Linked DNA regions of Mus musculus: all the other regions are linked to region 1. A link is a contact called in public ChIA-PET and promoter capture Hi-C data. All regions are on one chromosome and are shown on one strand. The core of a region is the stretch at or near the end of the contact, and the rest is flanking DNA. Distances in the headings are between cores, read along the strand shown.

Region 1 (2,522 bases), core at 8-2,507:
CAGGAAGGTTCTGTCAAAGTTCAGGCTGAAATCCTGTGGGCAGGGCGGGGAGTCAGAGAAGTCGCTCTCGTTTTCCCCATAATCGTAGGGAGAGGTGCTGTTTTCCAGAAGAAAGGCAAAGTCCGAGGCATCTAGCACTTGACGTTCACTAACCTGCCCGAGGAAGGGGGAGAGAGGGAAGGGAGGCCATTCTCTGTAAAGACCCAGCAACTGGCTTTGCCCCTTTGTGCCCTGTCATTTATTCTGGTGAGTGTTTGTTTCCCTTAGCAATAGCCAGACCCTGAGCTGACTCTTTCTCTCCGGGGACCACATCTCCTTAACTCCATCTACTCAGACTGGGAAGGTGACCCCCCCTTTTCAAAGGCTGGTAACCCCCCGGCCCCCCCCCCCCCAGACCCTTTCTGGATTATCATCCAGGACAGGGATTCTCTGCCGGAAGAGGAACTTCCTTCCAGGGTCTGGAGCCTTCCATTCTTTCCCTTCCTCTTTACGCTTGGTGATTTGTCAGCCTTGCTGCTATGGCCACCCCTGCCTGGATCAACCACTGGCCTCCCCAGGTGCTTCCTTACTCTATCTTCTAGTCCCTGGCCCTCCTTTTCCCTCCTCAGCCCTTATCTGGTGACCCTGACTTCCTGGTCTCACATAAGGATTTTCTACAAACCACTGTGCACCCCTACACACACCGTACATGCCTCTCTTCCCCTACCCAGAGGCAGTGGGTACCCACTGAGCTTCCCACCCAAGCCCTAATTGGTCTTCCCAAGATGGCCAGGCTGATTTCAAACTCTTGGGCTCAGATGAGCTTTCTGCCTCTGCCTCCCAAGTAGCTCAGACAATGGGGGCATACCACTTCCACTTCAGCTCTACACCTTATCCCAAACTATCTGAGAACTAGAGATCACCGAAGTTGAGTTTCTACAGCTTGACATTTTCAGATGAGGCATCCAAGCCACAGAGGCAGGAGACAGGCCTGTGGTTAGTGGCCAGGCTGGGTTTCCCAATCCACCAATGCTCTTATTATCAGAACCTCTGCATTCGATGCTGCTCACTCAGCCCGCTGGTGCCTCTTGGCTGTGGGCCAGCCCACGCTTGTCCCTGGTATCCGAGCTCGGCCACTTGGCCGCTGTATTGTAGCTGAGCTGGGCAGCAGAACTTACCTCAAGGTACATGGCTTGGCTGGTGCTCCGGCTGTGGCTGCTGGGGTCAGGTCTCGTGCTGCCTGCTTCTCTGCCTTTGGCACTTGTGGTTGGGAACTTGCAGTGAACAGAGGAAGTGAAGATTTCACGGCTCAGCACAGCCTCTTCCAAAGGGTAATCTATACCAGCCCTCCGCAGAGGGCTTTTCTGTCTTTTCTGCCACGCCTGTGGTCAGGTGAATACACTTAGAAGGGGCTAGCCAGGAACTTGGGACTGTTACAAAGCCTGCAGTTCTTGTCTTACTCAATATCATTCATAAACAACTAAGTGAGTCTAGGAGCAGGCAGGAAGTGTGATCTGATGGCAGTGACTGCAGGAGGGAAGCTCAACTGAAGGGACCTTCTCCTTAGCAAGTACTGGGATTGGAGTCTCACTGGGACTGTGTTAGAGTGGGCTGTGGTGTGGCTACTGCTATCATAACTGCATGAGTAGGGAGGACATTTCCAAGAGATGCCTGCCACCTCTTGTCTTTTCTCATTTGGGCATGGTTGAATCAGACCTGGCATTGATGTATATATATATATATATATATATATATATATATGAATGAAATCACGATGGGATTATAATGAGCCCAAAGTCATCTGGAATGTCCATTTAATGTCCAGATCAGATGGAACTATTCAGGAGCACGCTCAGGGGCTGGGAAATGCTTGATACCTCAGTGATCGGCAGGTGGGCATGTGTGGCGCAGACAAGCAGTGCAGCTGATAGGGCAACAGGCTATCAGGAATGTTGGAGTTCCATCTGGTGAGAAAGCAAAAAACCTGGGACCCAGGGAAGGGTCTGGGGTGGCTGTCTGGGGGAAGGTTCTTTGAGGAAAGGTCTGAAGCCACACAGTGGGGAAGTAGAGGGCAGCCCTGTTACCAGGTGCACGGACTGCTTCTGAATCACACCTAGACTGTGTGCTGGTCTGTCCCAGGGTGGTGCCTGCTTTTACAGACCCATCTCAAAGTCGGTGGTCTGAAAAGGACGCCAGCACTCTTAAAATTGGGTTTGGGTTCTTTCTGAGATAGCCTCATTCTGTAGCCCAACCTGGCTTTGAACTCTCAGTGACCTTCCTGGCTCAGCCTCACGAGAGCCGAGAGCCGGGATGATTGGAGTGCACCATTGTGAACAGCATGTGGCAGGAGGGTGGGGCAGTCCACTCTCTTGTAAATAGACAAACTGATGTATTCATCCAGCTAAACACAAGTGGAGAGCCACATATTTTTCATGAGGCTGAATGCAGAGGAGCTTATGCCCATGTGGTAGAAGAGGCAAGTAACAGACTATTGTATGTACTTTGGTACTACCCATGCACATGTAGAAAGTGCCATACTAGGC
Region 2 (2,522 bases), core at 8-2,507, 480 kb before region 1:
GGTGCACTGTTGAAGAACTTAAACCCAGTCATAATGTCTCCATTTAGAATTTGGAAGTAGCAAGTTACAGAAGTGGAAAGGTGACCATCAGTGTGGCTGAGAAGGTTAGGTAGACCCAGAACAGCCTCTAACCAAATTCAGAGCTTAAGAGTAGGGATCGGGGATTTAGCTCAGTGGTATAGCACTTGCCTAACAAGGGCTAAGGCCCTGGAGTCGGTCCTCAGCTCCAGAAAAAAGACAAAATAACAGAGGTTAAAGGTAGCTAGAGGGTGGAGGTATAGGTGCAGAAAGAGATTAAAAAAAAAAAAAGTTCAGTTGGAGACATGTTGAATGAGAAGCCATTGAAGATCAGAACAAGGAGAAGATCAGTATTTCAGAGGCCTGCATAGCTGACAGAGGAAACTAGCAAGACTGTCTGTGAAATGTACATAGAAAATGGAGAGAGTGCACCATAACCAATGAACACTGTTTGTTGTTACACAAGCTTCCCTCTCAACTCCCCAAGTGAGTGTGTCTTATTTTCTAATCAGATCCCTACTTGTTGATACTCTTTCTGCTTCTTATAAGGGCAATACATTTTCACTTTGCTTTCTTAGTGAAGGATGGGAAAATCTAGCGTCTTTCAAAACGATCTTTTGGGCGACCCCGAAACTCGAGGAAGTGGGTGAAAAGGGAAGGAATGAGGAAAAATATTTTTAAGAAAAGAAAAAGAGTCCGGGACGACCTCTAATCATTAAAGTTCCACCTCCCCACATCCTGCCACGCGCCGCTCTCCTGCGGCCGATATCGGACTCCTGATCGCAAGGTAGGACGGGAGATGTAGTCTTCGAGAACGACCAGGGTGGCACGATTCGAGAACTCAGTTTCCCAAGTGGCTCCTGAGGCGCGTGCGCAGATGGCTGCCCCAGCGAGTGGTAAACAGAGACGTCTGGCGGGGGCTGCTGCTTGGAGCAAAACAAAAGGGAAACCCGGGGGGCGGGGGGTGGGGGGGTCCGATAGGGGATTCAGTTCTGGAGTTGGGGAGGCTGGGGCCGCAAGAACCTTGACCCTCTCAAGAGTGACCTGGAGGGAAGAGGCGAGGGGAGGGAGAGCCAGGGGAGGGACAAGTGACGCCCGGGAGCGGGGCGTGGGGGAGGGCAGCGATCCGGGTGGAGGAAATTTGGGAGGAGTGTCCGGGGGGCAGCAACTTGAAAGGGGGAGGGAACTTCGCTGAGGAGACGTTCGGTGATGGGAGCGCAATGTATGAGGGGATACGGTGCCTCAGGTTTAAAAGAGCAGGAAGCTGAGTGAGAGGGTGCAGAAAGTGCCTTCGCTAGGCGGAGGTTACAGGTGGTGCCTCAGAGCGCTACTCTGAGGCTGCAGCCCGGACTCCGGAGGGGATCGGAGAACGGAGTGAAAGGGACAGTTTAGGAGCTAGAGTCCGGAGACGAGGGAGAAGTTCGTGACTTTCTGAGAACTGGAAAGAATGTGTTTCCCCCCTTGGGGGAGGCATGGTGAGGGACTGTGGCAGGCTCCACTGATCGCTGAGCTGCAGAGGTTCGACCCCACGTATGGATCCAGAGAATAAGAAGTCAGCCACAGGGGCTGCCGCGATCCTAGACCTCGATCCCGACTTCGAACCCCAGAGCCGTCCGCGATCCTGCACCTGGCCCCTTCCTCGACCAGACCTCGCTACGGAGCCACACGAACCGTCCGAGGTGGAGCCCAGTCTGGGACAGAAGGTACCCACGGAGGGACACTCCGAACCGATCCTGTTGCCCTCTCGGCTCCCAGAGCCGGCAGGGGGCCCCCAGCCGGGAATCCTGGGGGCTGTAACAGGTCCTCGGAAGGGAGGCTCCCGCCGGAATGCCTGGGGAAATCAGTCATATGCAGAACTCATCAGCCAGGCCATTGAAAGCGCCCCGGAGAAGCGGCTGACACTCGCCCAGATCTACGAATGGATGGTCCGCACGGTGCCCTACTTCAAGGACAAGGGTGACAGCAACAGCTCGGCAGGATGGAAGGTAAGTATGACTCCCTTACCTTCACGCCATCCACCCTTGGACCCCTCTAGTTACTCTCACTCCGGGGCCCCCCATTACCGCCTTTCCACCCCTTTGGAAAGCCCAAAGATCCACCTTTAATCTTCAGTTAGACAGGCATTTACTTAGTACATAGTATATACCACACTCTGAGCAGCTTGAAGCAGGAGGATCGGAGATGAATAAGACACTGTCCCTGCTCTGAGGAAAATCGAATTCTCTACTCGCTACTCAGCACTTTGGCTTGAGCTGCTCCAAACATTTATTCCCACAGAGAAGTCTTTATCCTATGTACAGCAGGAACTGTGTGGATTCTCCACCGGCACCTAGCCTTCCCTCCTCCCTCCCCTCCCACCCAACACCTTTTGGCCCATTCCTGCGGGATTACTCGGATTCCCTGCTCGCCTCCCAATACCTCAGTGAACAGAACTGTTCTACGATTGCTCTGCCCAAGAGGGAGTGGGCGGTGAAGGGGGGCAAAGTGGTTGGTATCCATGGGGA
Region 3 (2,522 bases), core at 15-2,514, 390 kb after region 1:
GAGAGACTGAGTGAGAAAGAGAGATCAAGAGCACATTGGGATGCAAATTCAAAAGCTATTCATCTTAAGTAAACGCCCCCAGTTAGTCATCGACTATGAAATTATTTCTCATGATACTCCATAAGCAGATACTTTAACAACACCATCTCGCAGAAGATGGAAACTGAGCCCAAGAGCGTCTTCAAGGTCACAGGACTAGTAGAAGGGGTTTTAAAGCAGGTCATGTGCCTCCAGAATCCAAGCTTTAAATTGCCTTATGCTGTGCTGTCATACAAACTTTGAGCTGGAAGGTGGTGGCACATATCTTAAGCCCCAGCAGTTAGAAGATAGAGGCAGGCAAATCTCTGTGAGTTCCAGGACAGCCAGGGCTACATACAGAGAAACCCTGTATCAAAAGAAAAAAGAAAGGAAGCAAAGAAGGAAGGAAAGAGAAAGGAAGGAAGGAAAAAAGAAAAGAACTCTGGAAAAATACAGAGACATGAATACTATATAGATTGACACGAGTGGTCACATGCTATCCTGCTGAACAGCATTAATGCCTTGTTTGTCTTTTAGGTGCATAGATTATGTTCTCCAGGATATATAACTTTAAAAAATCACATTCTACATCTTGGTCTATAATCTTCCTTAAGGCTATTTCTGTACACACAGCTTATAATCGTTATTTTAAAATTAATTTAGGCTGCTTCCAATGTTTCTCCATGACAGACTTCTGCCTGTCACAGGCAATGGGATGATAGGCTTTAAAAAAAAAATTCCATCTTTTGTACCCCATCAACTACTGCTGCAAAAATATAAACAAACAAGTAAGTAAGAAAAGCCATTAGGGAGTGCAGGTCTGTGTCAGTCGGAGAGAGGACGGAAGAAGGCCATTATCTAAACTCCCTCTGCTGTCCCTTTGTCTAGAATCCCCAAAGCAAAAGCCCACGCCAAAGAACTGCAGTGGCCTGAGGCTCGCACTGCGCATGCACAAAAAAGTGGGCGGGGCGAGAGAGAGCAAAGAACAAGTGCAAATGAGGGCAAGTAAAAGCTTTGAAGAACAGAATAGAGGCTGCGCTTTCTCGTCTCTGGGCAACCTTTGTTCCCGCCTCCCCGTAAGGCTTCGGCTTCTCATTGGTCTAACATCTCTAGCTCCTATAGGTCAAAGAACCAAAGGACTGGGTCTGTTCCAAGCTATGCCTGATTCTGGAACCGCAGCAGAAATAGTTGATTGTGACGCTGCTTTCAGGCATTGCGGAGGACATACCTGTGGGGCCTGAGGGGTCCTTTTGCTAGCACCGGAACAGTTGCCGGAGAGTTCATCCGCCAGCTTAAGAGATGCCGCCGAAGGGGAAAAGTGGTTCTGGAAAAGGAGGGAAAGGTAGACCTGCCGAGACAGTCATGGAGCGAGCGTAGGGGTGGATGGGGAGAAGGACAGGAGTAGACCTGCAGCTGTGTGGGGTGGGGGAGGGAGGTGATCATAAGCCGGACAGCAGGGCCACCGGGAGCACCCTGAGCCGCTGTGGTTTATGTTTGGGCTTCTTGTGGTAAGGAAAGATCAGTGCGTGAGGAGCTGCTGTGGTTCAGGGTATCCATGAGGTTTCAGTGCAGGGACCCTCGTGGCGGGCAATAGAAGCTGCTGGGGATGGTTCCTCGTGACCTGGGGTTTATTCCCACTAAAATTGAATCTGATGAAACGCCAGCAATAAAAGGAAGCCTACACTAGTGATCAATCTAGTCCATCTAGGCCTCTTAACAACTAACAGGACGTACCTCCCCCCCCCTCCCCTCCCCTACACACACACATGAGGAGGGACTCGCTTCTTGAAGACCGTTGTTGGGGACAACATTGTGCTTTCAGGCTAGAAAACTAAGACAACTCTTATTCATCGCTGGACAATGTGGGGAAGATAGTAGCCTCTAAGTACTGTGCCGAATGTAGTTGTGAGAGTTATGTTATAGAAGGTGGAAAGAGGGTAAAGAAACAAACTGGAGATACTTTGGGCAGGCTGAGATAAGCAGCAGCAATAGGGTAAAGAGTCCTCAACCCGGAGAGGCCAGCCCCAAAGGCAGTTTAGTATAGCATCGCTGAAGTAAAACTTCAAAACAAATAAGCAAGTTGGGGAAATTAAAACAGAAGAAAACTAAATCATGAGGTGTGCTGTATATGGTGTTAATTAAGGTTGGTTAGGGGCCAGGAGGTCCTTTAAAGAGATGATTTCAAGCCGGGCAGCGGTAGCGCACACCTTTAATCCTAGCACTTGGGGAGGCAGAGGCAGGTGGATTTCTGAGTTCGAGGCCAGCCTGGTCTACAGAGTGAGTTCCAGGACAGCCAGGGCTACACAGAGAAACCCTGTCTTAAAAACAAACAAACAAACAGAGAGGGGAGAGTAGTGAGGGAGAGAGAGAGAGAGAGAGAGAGAGATGATTTCAGTAGTTCTGGTAAGAGAGAGAGTTGGCCTGAACTAAGATTGTGGTTGTAGGAACCCAGAGAAGAGACAAATAAATGGAGTGTAGTAGAGTGATACCCCAGAGGTCCAAGG
Region 4 (2,522 bases), core at 15-2,514, 340 kb after region 1:
CCCAAGACAAGAACTGGGCCAAGAACTGAAAAGCATCTGCATAGCTGCCCAGGGTACAGTTTCCCTGCTTGAGCTTGCGTATGGCCTTTTTAGCCACGCGTGAGGGGATGGGGCCACAGAATTCCTTACGGATTTCATCCAGGAAGCGCGGGAAGTTGGCATGCAAGGAGCTTCCTTCCTGAGTGACTGAGATAGCCCAGTCTCTCGCTTCCCCTGTGAAAAAGGAGATGAGAAATGCCACCCGTTCCGCGCCCCCAGGGAAGTGATCCTCGTGATCTGCTATGAAAGTCTCTAGCTGCATCAGAAATTCAGCCAGGTACACTGGGTCGCCTGAAAAGGGTTCTATGTCTGGCCGCTCCAGCGGTGGCAAAAGGAACTCAAAGGTTGGCTCCTTTAACATGGGGGAGTGCAGTTCCGGCTGGGACGGGCTGGGTGACAGAGGAGGGTCACTGGACCCGTCGGGGTTGGTATAGTCCTGGACCACATTAATCAAAAGATCATCTGAGACGTACTCGGGATCTGTGCGTGGAGGAGGCCAGCACAGGAAAGGCACCTCCTCCTCCTCCTCTTCCTCCTCCTCAGGAGTGGGATCAGTCTCATTGAGCAGGAACTCAAAGTTCTCCTCGGCAAGGACCGGTACTATGGGCATGGGCCAGCGGATGTAGCTCGAGACATTGCCCCGCAAGGAATTAACCTCGGCCAAGGCTCTTCCGAGCTGCAGGCCCAGCTGGACATTCTCTCCTCGAAGGGCATTTAACTCCTCTCGCAGGGCCACATTCGCCAAGCGGAGGCTATTGAGATTTCCCGCCGCTTCAGACATTGTGACAAGTTCCTGGGGCTTTGAGTGCTGGGCACTTGGGGGTAGGGAGTTATGGGGAGTGCAGGAGGAGGCAGAAATGAGGAGGTGGGCGTGGGAGGAGACCAACGTGCGGCGACAGGGCGACCCGGCGCAAGCGAGCCCGGGCCACACCCACAGGGGCTCGGTCCGGGACGCGTTACCTCGTGGCAGGGGTCGGAGAGAGAGCAGGCAGCAGCTCGGGACCTGGAGGCGGCAGGCGCAGGAGACAGACGAGACGCTGGCAGAGGTGACGCCAACAGAGGCAGGCAGAGTAGGAGGGAAGGGACTGCGGCAGGATCTGTCGAGGAAAAATCTTGCAGACAGCGATCCCTCTCGCCTTTTAAGCTCAGCTACGCGCGCCCCCCGCAGGGGCGGGCCTTCGGGAACCGAGGGAGCCCACTGGCTCCCGCGGCTGCGCTCTCACTCACTCTCTCCTTCCCTAGCTGCAGCTAACTCGGGTCGGGAAAATGCGACAGCGACTGCCCACTCGAGGTCGTCATGGCGACAGCCAGTGAACGTGTTCCTCTCCTCGGGCAGGCCCCCGAGTGTAGAGGAACTGCTTCGCGAGGCGCAGCTCAATCTCCAGAGCCTGTTGCAAGGTACTGCGAGGGTGGGGGGCTGCCTTAGAGGCAGCTGCGCAGCAGGAGGGAGGCAAAGAAGAAATGGGGAGCAGCAAAAGAAAAGAAAACAGTTCCAAACCATCTCTCTTTTCACCTTCCAGACTGATGATGCTAACATTCTGTTTCCAGTGCTGTTGCTCCCTTCCTCCCTCCCTTTTTGGTTCAGTAGTCCATAAAGGGAGAAAGGATACAGGCTGAGACAGGGTAGTGGTCAAGCAATTCACGGAGAAGGAAATGGGAGACTCCCTCAATGGGGACCCACATTCCTTCCAGCCCTCCTGTTATATAGCCCATGCCTTGGGATGCTGGCACCAGAAAACAAAGGGGTTTCTCCTTACCTGGACTTCACACACTCTGCTCTTGTAATAACCTCCCAACCACAATGAGCTCCTCCATATATCTCTCCAAGCTGAGGATGTAGCTTAGTGGTAGCATGTGCAAGGCCCAAGCTTCTATGTCCAGCACCACAAAAAAAAAAAAAAAGCCATCTCTTGTACCTTTGAGTTTCTCTTACTACTTGAGTTTTTCAGAGACACTGGACACAGGGCTGAATTCCCCCAGGAGGTGCCCAATGGATACGAAATGTACAAAATATCTTGTCAGTTCTTATATCTCCGTGCCAGCATATATTAATCCCAGTGCAGAACAGAAAACATCTGATGGGCCTCCCAAGGGGGATACAGTGGAAACCCCCAGCTCCCCGAAAAGGGCAGTAGTGACCTTAGAGAAGCAAGATGCTAAGAGATAATCATGAGCCCTGTGTCCAACAAGGAAGAGCTACCATGCAAGAGGGGGAGGGGAGTGAATGTGCTAGTTTAGCAAAGGTAGAATTAGGACCAGGAAGCAGAAACTCAGAGAGAGGCAGACCTCCACCTCCAGACAAAGAAAAACTTTTCCAACATGCCCAGGGGCCACAGTTCAAAGGGAAGAGTGCTCTTTGGGTATCTGCCCTGAGACTTAAGAGCACCTGGAAGGGCTTCTGAAGAGGGAATCGGAGCAGAGAGCGCAGACATTGCTGCAGAGAATCAGCCCTGAGAGCAGCCTCAGCACCAGATTCAGAGCAC
Region 5 (2,522 bases), core at 10-2,509, 300 kb before region 1:
CTTCATACTGAAGGGCATTATCTGATCTTGATCCCCCCCATTTTCTTTTTTCATAATAATGTGCTATCTTATCTCAAAGAATTTGGGAACCATTGGGATAAATATACCCACTATAGTAAGTTGTAGCCATATGTTGATGCACACGCACACGCAAACGGGGTGGATTGGGTAGAATATAGCTAGTCTCTACTACTGTATTGAATGGTGCCACAGAACCTTCCCAACATTGTAAGAGGCTTATTAGACAGCACAGTTCCATATCATTGTATCCCCATACAAGGTATAGGTAATGCCTATTGAGATAATCTGCCATCAGGAGTATGAATTAATTACTGAGGATTAACTACTGGTGCCTATCTATTGAACCTTGTAATCCTTGGTTAACCGCCTGGGAGAGCTAGGCATTATGGAATAACGAAGGTTATTATTACCTGATAGGCCTCCTATGGGATAAAGAGTAGGTCTGATGTGAAGACCTCCAACATACTGGTTCAGGCACCGCCGACCAACCTGTTGAGTCTCTCTGCGATGGGAACCTTAGTCTGTTTGGCCTATCGGGTTCTCTGGTTACTATGGAAATGGTGCTAGTCACAGTTCTGGGTAATCACTGAGCTTAAAGTGTCAAAATCGTTTGCCCTCCTGCCTGTTTCTACAATCATGTCCATTTCAGTTACACTTCCCAAACATACCCAGCACTGAGAAAGGAAACTAAAACTGTATAGGGTGTCAGGGTAGACGCTTTGAGGAAGTGTGGAAAAAAAGAAACATGGCGGGGCACATTTTTTTTTTTCAGTAGCAAACGGCTAGCTCTACCACATAGAATACAATGACATTGTTAGTCTTAATTTTGCACAGGCGCAGTGCATAAATTCTCAGCACACGCCTACGTGCACATTTTCCCCCCTTTTCGCTCCGATCTTCCTCTCGCACAAGTTCTCTTCTCTCCTCCTCCCACCGCTAGGTTTTCAGTCCTTCCGTAGGGCCGGGTGAGCCTCTCCTTCCGACCCCCTACCTTCCACTGCTGGCTCCCCCTCCCCCTTCCTTTTCCGTCTTGTGCTCGGCGCCTCTAGTGCATGCGCATAAGCTACGAAGCCTCGCTCTTTGTCCCCATCTGTCGTTCACACGAACCCAAGGCTTTGACAGTCGGTAGCCAATAAACGTTAAGAAATGGCGGACTAATGAGACTTTCTCGGGAGATAAACTTTGACTGGCAGTTCACATAGCCAATCGGGAATCCAAAATTGACCCCCCCCCCCCTCGGGAGGTACCGAGCTCCGTCGGCTCGTTTCCGGCGGTCGCGCGCTCTTTTCTCGGGACGGTGGAGGCCGTGCAGCGTCGCCCATACTCCGAGCAAAGAACTGTGGCCAGAGGGTGAGTTTGGGGATGGCTCTTTGGTTGCTTAGGGATGCGGTGGGGCTTCCTGCGACACTCTGGAAAGGGAGGGGTTGGGGCGAGGCCGAGTTTGCACACGGGCTATGGGTTCCGAAGGCCCGGGAGGCCTTTCCCCCTCCGCACAAGGCCTTCGCAGCCCACCCATGGGGGCCAGAGCGCTCCCTGCTCCCCGCCGCGGGCATTAGCCAATGCTTTTCTTGCTTCCTTGCCCAGACTCTTTGTGCTGCTCACCCCCAATTTTAGTGGCCCTAAGTTGTTGGCTTCTTGAACGCCCTGGGCCACAGGGTGTGGGGTCTATTATACTAAGGCCCTGAAGTCGAGGTTAGAGGAGGAGGCGCTTTGCTTTGTCGGATGCTCCTCCCTAGCCTTTCAAGGCCATTAATTCCTAGAGGGCCTGTGGGGCCCCTGGAGCTATGGATTTTTTGTTGTTGTTGTTTTGTTATTTGAAACGAAAGTGGGAAGTTTGCTAGTTCAGACCCCTTGGCTTTTGGTGCTAAGTTCATGAAACACCCTCCACCCCACCCTTGCACGCGCGCGCGCGCGCGCCTTTTTTCCGAACCCCTTGCTCCTTAAGCTTTTCCTAGGCATTTGTAGGCATCGCTTTTCTAAATTAAAAAAAAATGTTGCTTTCTGTGGCATTACTTTCGAGTATTTTTCACTTTGCGGACGTCTTACTGTAAGCTGACACCTTTCTTTGTGTTTTTAACAGCAGTCGAGGTTAGTGAGGACTGCGAGGCAGACACTTTGCTGTGTTCAAATCCAAGTCAAGGTAGGTGCAGGAGGTAGGGTCATCAGGTAAAGTGCAGGATGCTTAACTAATACAGATTTTACAGATGAGAAATTAATTTGGGGGGCACTTTTCATGTTATTTAAGCTAAACCGTTTTTAGAATCTGAAACTAAAATGTGACTGAGTGGTGTGGGTTTTTTTTTTTGTTGTTGTTTTGTTTTTATAACCCCTAATTATGGCTGTTCTAATAGGGGTTAGTGCTTAAATTTATGTTTGTCCACTTCATTGTTTTTTAAATAAAAAGTCCTAAGAAACTCAGCCGCCTTTACCGTGATTGTATTCTACAGCTTTAACAGTCGCCCACCAGGCAACCATATCAGCCTAGCAAGTTCACACTGGAT

The links. ChIA-PET counts read pairs in DNA pulled down with a chosen protein or histone mark. Capture Hi-C pulls out chosen DNA fragments and counts their contacts.
Region 2: a contact with region 1 is called in an RNA polymerase II ChIA-PET map of memory CD8 T cells, with 113 read pairs. The contact joins the promoter of Foxo4 here to the promoter of Cxcr3 in region 1. A contact is called at or near these places in 1 of 39 promoter capture datasets (neural stem cells) and 1 of 115 datasets of contacts at active chromatin or transcription factors (memory CD8 T cells).
Region 3: a contact with region 1 is called in an RNA polymerase II ChIA-PET map of memory CD8 T cells, with 14 read pairs. The contact joins the promoter of Pin4 here to the promoter of Cxcr3 in region 1. A contact is called at or near these places in 3 of 39 promoter capture datasets (embryonic stem cells and stem cell-derived epiblast-like cells) and 1 of 115 datasets of contacts at active chromatin or transcription factors (memory CD8 T cells).
Region 4: a contact with region 1 is called in a promoter capture Hi-C map of adipose tissue. The contact joins the promoter of Rtl5 here to the promoter of Cxcr3 in region 1. A contact is called at or near these places in 3 of 39 promoter capture datasets (embryonic stem cells, liver and trophoblast stem cells), 1 of 115 datasets of contacts at active chromatin or transcription factors (memory CD8 T cells) and 1 of 9 other capture datasets (adipose tissue).
Region 5: a contact with region 1 is called in an RNA polymerase II ChIA-PET map of memory CD8 T cells, with 68 read pairs. The contact joins the promoter of Nono here to the promoter of Cxcr3 in region 1. A contact is called at or near these places in 2 of 115 datasets of contacts at active chromatin or transcription factors (effector CD8 T cells and memory CD8 T cells) and 1 of 9 other capture datasets (liver).

The regions. Positions count from the first base shown.
Region 1 is chrX:101,732,890-101,735,411 of GRCm38.p6, forward strand. Cxcr3 (chemokine (C-X-C motif) receptor 3) reads right to left here and starts at 1,258. Exons shown (of 2, transcript NM_009910.3): 1 at 1,158-1,258; 2 at 1-153. The coding sequence starts at 1,169.
Region 2 is chrX:101,253,271-101,255,792 of GRCm38.p6, forward strand. It overlaps Foxo4 (forkhead box O4), which reads left to right and starts at 1,258. Exons shown (of 3, transcript NM_018789.2): 1 at 1,258-2,003. The coding sequence starts at 1,551.
Region 3 is chrX:102,118,205-102,120,726 of GRCm38.p6, forward strand. It overlaps Pin4 (protein (peptidyl-prolyl cis/trans isomerase) NIMA-interacting, 4 (parvulin)), which reads left to right and starts at 1,265. Exons shown (of 4, transcript NM_027181.2): 1 at 1,265-1,360. The coding sequence starts at 1,318.
Region 4 is chrX:102,070,043-102,072,564 of GRCm38.p6, forward strand. It overlaps Rtl5 (retrotransposon Gag like 5), which reads right to left and starts at 1,265. Exons shown (of 2, transcript NM_001278534.1): 1 at 1-1,265. The coding sequence starts at 820. It overlaps Nhsl2 (NHS-like 2), which reads left to right. Exons shown (of 8, transcript NM_001163610.1): 2 at 1,282-1,437.
Region 5 is chrX:101,428,392-101,430,913 of GRCm38.p6, forward strand. Nono (non-POU-domain-containing, octamer binding protein) reads left to right here and starts at 1,260. Exons shown (of 12, transcript NM_023144.2): 1 at 1,260-1,371; 2 at 2,102-2,161.